Regions from separate parts of the Mus musculus genome. Here region 2 is linked to region 1. The links are chromatin contacts, called in public promoter capture Hi-C maps. All regions are on one chromosome and are shown on one strand. The core of a region is the stretch at or near the end of the contact, and the rest is flanking DNA. Distances in the headings are between cores, read along the strand shown.

The links. Capture Hi-C pulls out chosen DNA fragments and counts their contacts.
Region 2: a contact with region 1 is called in a promoter capture Hi-C map of adipose tissue. The contact joins the promoter of Tmem234 here to the promoter of Zbtb8b in region 1. A contact is called at or near these places in 8 of 39 promoter capture datasets (the 3T3-L1 cell line, 3T3-L1-derived adipocytes, the C10 cell line and 5 more), 1 of 15 datasets of contacts at CTCF or cohesin (the NIH/3T3 cell line), 6 of 484 Hi-C or Micro-C datasets (CD8 T cells, the P5424 cell line, double positive thymocytes and 2 more), 7 of 115 datasets of contacts at active chromatin or transcription factors (the HPC-7 cell line, effector CD8 T cells, embryonic limb bud and 3 more) and 2 of 9 other capture datasets (adipose tissue and liver).

Annotation. Positions count from the first base shown.
Region 1 is chr4:129,439,294-129,442,692 of GRCm38.p6, forward strand. Zbtb8b (zinc finger and BTB domain containing 8b) reads right to left here and starts at 1,525. Exons shown (of 4, transcript NM_153541.3): 1 at 1,481-1,525.
Region 2 is chr4:129,599,304-129,602,638 of GRCm38.p6, forward strand. Tmem234 (transmembrane protein 234) reads left to right here and starts at 1,377. Exons shown (of 5, transcript NM_029748.3): 1 at 1,377-1,428; 2 at 1,680-1,831; 3 at 2,892-2,958. The coding sequence starts at 1,413. Eif3i (eukaryotic translation initiation factor 3, subunit I) reads right to left here and starts at 1,345. Exons shown (of 11, transcript NM_018799.2): 1 at 1,291-1,345; 2 at 1,106-1,198. The coding sequence starts at 1,293.

The DNA of each region.
Region 1 (3,399 bases), core at 275-2,774:
GCAGGAGCATCATGAACCCAAACTTGGTAAATAATCAGTCCATAGTTAATCTAATCAGCAAAGCTGGTCTCGGGCATGCTGGTCCCTGGGCTGTGCTGAAAACCCCTACTTCTCGTTGGAAAACAGCTTAGCACTGGCCTAACACACATTCATGGCACTCTGAATCTACACACGATTCCAATTCAACTCAACAGTCACTAAATACTGGAGCAGTGAGATGGCTCAGCAGGTGAAAGCACTTGCTACCAAGCCTGCTGGGCTGAGTGTGACGCTCAACACTCACATGGTGGAAGGAGAGAACCAACTCCTAAAAGCTGAACTCTGACCTCCGCGAAAATATGTACACACACAATAAATAAATAAATATATAAATAAATACAGAAATGTAATTTTTAAAAATTAAAGCGAAGCTGGGCAGTGGTGGCACTTGTCTTTAATCCAAGCACGGAGAGGCAGAGAAGCAGAGAGGCAGAGGCTAGTCCCATCCACTTGCCGCTGCCTCTCCAGTGCTAGGATTACAGTATTCATCAGCACTGTATGTCCAGCCCCGTCTTTCTGACAACTCTCCTCCATCCAGTTCCACCAACCTGAGAATAAAAACTGCTCTCCAATGACTAGTATGACTAGAATTTCCTGCACATCATTCATTTCGAAGCACTAAGAAAACTACTTGACAAACATTCATTTTAGGATCATACTAACACAGTGCAGAATATTTTCATTTTTCAGAGAGGGAATCTGAGGTTCAAAGATAAAGCTACACGTCCAGGATTTAGAACCCATATTCTACAGACTCCTGAGAGGCAATCCTTAGCCATTGTTTACCGATCTCCCCAAACCCTCTAACAGGTCTAGCAATAGACCGGGAAGTCACTCCCTCCTCTGGCCCAGGAAAAGGGGAAAAGAACTAAGAGTTTTGCAGGGGTAGAATTTTTGACCAATTGCCATCTTCGGTTCTTCTGCTAAAATGCTCTCAAGACACCGGGAACATTCCATCCAGAGTCAGACAACCTAAAGAGGCCACTGGAACCAGGTAATTGGCACAGTCCCTGGTGTCTGGGTGTGAAAACCGAGGCCTTGCCTCTCGCAGGTCTTCCCGCCGGCAAAGTGACCACTGCCCAAGCGGACACTGGCCCAGCCTGGCCAAGCCCTGGCGCCTGGGTATCCTTCAGGATCAGAATGAGCAGAAGCCAGAACTCCCACCTGAACCGTGAGGGGGTGGGTCACCCACAGCCAGGGAGGGTGGGCATATGCCTCGGTGTCCACCCACCCCACGCAAGAAGAGGGAGGGTCTACCACTGAGAGCGACTCTGCGCAGCCGGGGTCCAGGGAGTTACTGGGCCAGGCGGTCCAAAGCTGGCTGAGGACGGCAACCGTCCCTGCTACCTGCACTCTGTCCCCTGAGCCAGCCTCCCGAGGTGCCCCTAACTTTCCCCAAAACCAAAAAAGCCGCGGCGCCGATCGGATGTTGTGTTCTCACCTGGCACCGGGTTCCAGCCACCTCCAGCGAGCTGAGAGTACTGACACGCCCCCTTTCATTCACCTGCGGCCCTCCAGTGAGAAGCGGGGAAGATGACCAATGGTGGGAGATCTTGGGCTGATGAAGGCGGGCCCTTCAGCCAGCAGGTCCGTCAATGGTCCGGGTACCCACCTCTGGAGGATGCGCTCTGAAGACTCCAGCGTTCATGGGGTGATGGGAGTTGTGGTCTTGTTAGTGTCCGAGACTTTGGGAAATAATCCACTATGAAAACCAAGTTCGAGCCAACAAAAGTTTCTTTATTCAAAAAACCGGTATATTAGGAAGTCGGCTGGGTTCTGGATCCAAACCGTGTCAGGGAGAGTCAGAACAACCTTTTAAAGCAAAAACAAAAACATAAAAAACAATAACAAAACAACAACAACAAAACCCACAGATTAGGTAGGGTAGGGGCAGCCAATCGGGTGCATGCATGCTGTATTTCAACCGTTTCTCACACCTGACATCTTAAGTGGGTTACTACCTGTCAAATACCTCAGATGGTTTTCTTGATAACTTGCCCTGGATTGAGGCCAGCCAATCAGAGCCTGTGTAGCGGCTGCTGGGTTTCAGACCGGACTGGGTGCTAACCAGCAAGGCATGGGGTAGGGTAATGTGGACCTAAATTCCTGTGGGGCGCCTGGAGCCTGAACCCATTTCCGGGAGCTCAGCTGTTTCTTAAAATTTAGCCTAGTACAAGATGGAGACTATGTACAAGATGGGGTCTCTGAAGCTAAAGTGGCTCCAAGACTCTCAGCACTCTGTATAAAAGACAAAACTACATGTACCAAGATGCCCAAAGGATAAGAAGGAAAAAAAAAAAAAGCAAAGCCCTATTTGAGGCTGGAGAGGTGGTTGGGTGGTTGAGAGCATGTTCTACTCTTGCATAGGGCCTGAGTTCAGGCTCCATCCACATCAAGCTGCCCACGACCACCTGCAACTTGAGCTCCAAGGAGTCTGAGGACCTCTGATGACCACATACACACAGGAGGGCGTTCGAGCACGTGCAGGAACACACACTGTTTGTTTTGTGGTGTCACACATTATTTATTTACTTTTTAAATTATTATTGCATATATGTGAGTGCACTGTCACTGTCTTCAGACACACCAGAAAAGGGCATCGGATCCCATTACAGATGGTTGTGAGCCATCATGGGGTTGCTGGGAATTGAACTCAGGACCTCTGGAAAAGCAGTCAGTGCCCGTAACCACTGAGTCATCTCTCCAGCTGTTTGTTTTTAAGCTATGAAGTGGCAATAGGCAGGATCATGAAGAAATTCGACTTCTTTCTCTCCTAGGTTTGGTCAAAATGTCAATGAATCTACATTTGCCTTTACCAATTTCTGATTTCTTCTGGAATCCGTGTGTGTGACTGATAAAGCCGACCAGAGAGGGCTTCAGATCCCCTGGAACTGGAGTTATAGACAATTGGGTGGTACCACGTGGGCACCGGAAATGAAAGCCGGGTCCTCTGTAGGAACAGCGAGTGCTCTTTACCGCCGAACCATCATCATTCCAGCTGTACCACGTTTCTTTAAAACATAGACAAGGCTTAAAATGTATCATACAATGCCTATTTTCCCCTGGGACAGAGTTTCTCTGTGTAGCCATGGCTGTCCTGGAACTTGATCTGTAGAGCAGGCTGGCCTCAAACTTTTGCCTCCCGGATGCTGGGACTCAGCGCATGCGCCACCCCGCCTGCAAAGGCTAGTCACTTGACCTATAACACCTCATCTAGCCCGTCTAAAGGCTAATGGCTCTCCCAGGACCTCAGGATTGTTAACACAGCAGTCCTTCCTATGTACTGGGTGCTGCCTAACCCTCACACTCTCTTAGATTCCTTTCTCTGCCTCTCTCTTTACCATCCCAGACCTTAAGGAT
Region 2 (3,335 bases), core at 127-2,626, 160 kb after region 1:
AAAAAACCTTTCGGGTCCTGTTCAATTGACTCCGGATGACAGTAAGGATGTATGGGCTCCACTGCTTTGTCACTAGCTCACTGTGTGATCTTAAATACAGAGCTCCCTTCCTTTAAATGGCTAGGAGAGCTGAAGAGAAGGCTCAGAGCTTAAAGAGCACTGGCTGCTCCTCCAGATGACTTGGGTTTGATTCCCAACACCCACATGATGGCTTACAACAATCTGTATCTGCAGTTCCAGGAGATTTGATATCCTCTTCTGGCCTTCACAGGCACCAGGCACTCACATGCTATGTAGACATACAATGCAGCAAAGCACCCATACACATAAAATAAACAAAATCATTACACACACATACATTAAAAAAAAAAAATGACTGGGAGGGGCTGTGTGTGGTAGCACACACTTGTATTCCCAAGACCAGGAGGCTGAGGCAGGAGGATGGAGAGGTGTGCTGGCCACCATGGACAGATACCCCACTCTTGTCAACAGCTTTCTTCAAAGGGCAGCTGTGAAGCTCCAATGAAACCATGTCTATGAAACTTAAAATAAGTGACTTACATGCATCGGGTACAGTGCAAAACGATTTACAGAAATGACCTCACTCTGCTGAGGGAGCTAATTAAAGTCTCCATGTTTTATTAAAAGGGAAAACTGTGGTTTATAGAAAAGGTAAATGTCATGTTCAAAGTCACACTGCTTAGTAGGAGCAGGAGTTAGGGCTCAGATCTCAAGCTCCGACTTAACTCTCCACTGTTAACTATCAGTTTATTGCCTCCAATGCAAATGCCTCAAAAGACAATCCCCAAAGGAAACAAAGTGGGATTGAACAGACCACTTGATTCTGTCCTGTCCTGTCCCTGGGCTCCCTTCCAGTCTCCTGATTCTCTTCTCCCTGGCTAGGTACCCTTCCCTTCCAGATTTCCCTGGCGGAATGCTGTCGCCAACCTACCGCGGTATGGGGTTGGTTTTCCCTACTTATCAGAAAAATTTCCCTCCCGCAGGCAGTAAACCTTGTCCACCCGCAGTCCGGGCGGCGCGAACTCGCCCCCTCCGGGCCCCCCGCCCCGGACCCCCGGCCGCCCGCCCTCACGCAGTCGCTCACAGGGTCTTTGGCCACGGTGAAGAGAAGGTCTCCTTCGCGGTTATACTTGATCTGCGTGATGGACCGCTCATGGCCCTGCAGCAGGATGGGTTTCTGTGGGGACAGAACCGGGGTGTCAGTGCCGGGAACCCCGTCCCATGCCTACTGAGGCCCCCCGACGGCAGCACGCCGCGCCTGGAACTCACCATCCTGGCGGTGACGCGAGGAGAGAGGCAATGTGAGTGGGACCGGAAAAAGACTAGGGACGACTTCCGGATGCGGGGGCTCCGCCCTCTCGCTCCCGGAAGTAGAAGGGCCTGGCGTTTTCATGGCGGCGTCCTGGGGTGGGTAGCCGGGCCCCCCACCTCCGCGGGCTCCGACTCTGGCTCGGGAGCTCTGTTCTCAGTCTCCTGGCATCCCCGAGCCTCAGGAATGCTGAGCCACGCACCCTGGTCTCACTTCGGCCGCCCTCTGGGCGGGTCCTCCCGACCGATCACAGCCCGGCGGGAAGAGGGAGGGAGGGAGATGGAGCCGGGCAGCAGGGTGCAGGAGGCCGGAGGAGGACCCGGGTGACTTTCTGACCCTTTGCTTTCAGGGCAGGTGCTTGCTCTGGTGCTGGTGGCCGCACTGTGGGGTGGCACGCAGCCGCTGCTGAAGCGAGCCTCCTCCGGCCTGGAGCAAGTGCGTGAGCGGACGTGGGCCTGGCAGCTGTTGCAGGAGATAAAGGCTCTCTTCGGGAATACTGAGGTGCGTCTAGCTCTCACGGACGAGCCCCTGAAAATTTCACCATAGGTCGGCCGTATTCCCAGCCCATCTCTTACTCACTAGAAGTTCCTGGAAGAGTCATTTATCCTCTGTGAGTCTGTTTCGTCAAAAAAATGGAAAATTTAATGATAACCCTTGTATAGGGCTGATATAAGAACTCAAGTAAGACACATAAAACACTTAGCATTGGGCCTAGTACAGGGTACATGTTCAATCAATGACTATTTTTGCTTATTGTTTGTTTTTGGAGACAGGGTTTCTCTGTGTATCCCTGGCTACCCTGAACTCACTAGCCTCGAATTCAGAGATCAGCCTGCATCTGACTCCTGAGTGCTGGGATTAAAGGCGCCACCACTGCCAGGCTCCAGGACTACTCTTAAGGTCATCATCACCAAGTTGAGCTTTCTTTCGGCTCAACTTGCCCTGGGGTAGAACATAAGGAAAGCTATCGAGAACTGCCCATGGCTGCCTATGTAAGCTAGCTAGATATGCCCTACTCTGAGGGTTAGGGGGAAGGAGAGAGGTACTATATTTATAGTACTGTGTGAATTCTGTACAGAGAGATGAAGCTGGAGGACATGGAGTGGGCTACTTAGAAGGGGTAACACTGTCACTCAAGGCCTTATACCAGCAGGGACGATGGGAACTGGCCATGACGAGGGAGAGGGCATTTAAGGCAATAGAGTACATTGAATGCGTTTCTCTGTTTGCTCTAAGGGGTCTTCAAACACATGAGCGGTCCCTGAGCATTTGTAACCATGCCAACCCCCGTGGGAAGGTGCAAGCCAGAACAGGGACTCTCGAACTGGGTAACAACTGGCAAGGGGTCTGACACCAGATATCCTGCATATCAGATACTTACGTGACAGTCCATAACTGTAGTAAAATTACAGTTGTGAAGTGGCAATGAAAATAATTTTATGGTTGGGGGGTCCCCACAACATGAGGAACTGGATTAAAGGGTCGCAGCATTAGGAAGGTTGAGAACTGGGAAAGCCGTTGCACACGCAGGCAGCCCCTGACAGGTCTCTCCTCTTTCTAGTACCTGATGCCCTTTCTCCTCAATCAGAGTGGATCCCTTCTCTACTACTTGACTTTGGCATCAACAGGTGGGTCTCTGGCTCGGGTCTTCTCTGGGGTGGACGCCATATTTTACGAAGGGAACCTGAAAGACCTTGCACCTGTCAATGAGGCAGAGCACCGGTTTCTGGTCCTTCTGTGGGTCACAGGGCCAGTGAGGCGAGTCAGTGTGCAGCGGCGGCGGCAGCAGGAGGCTCATTGTGGTCTCCTAAGTGGTGATGTCCTTTATCATCTGGGAGGAGGGGGTTTTCCTGATACGTTTGCTGTGTGTTTGATGGTTGTTTTCATTTTCTATTAGAATTTATTTTGTGTGTGCACATGTGTCACAGTGTGTGTTTGGTCAGAGGACAGGTTTTAGGAGTAGGTTCTCCTTGTGTCTTGTAGATTCTAGTAAGGAGCTGGGACC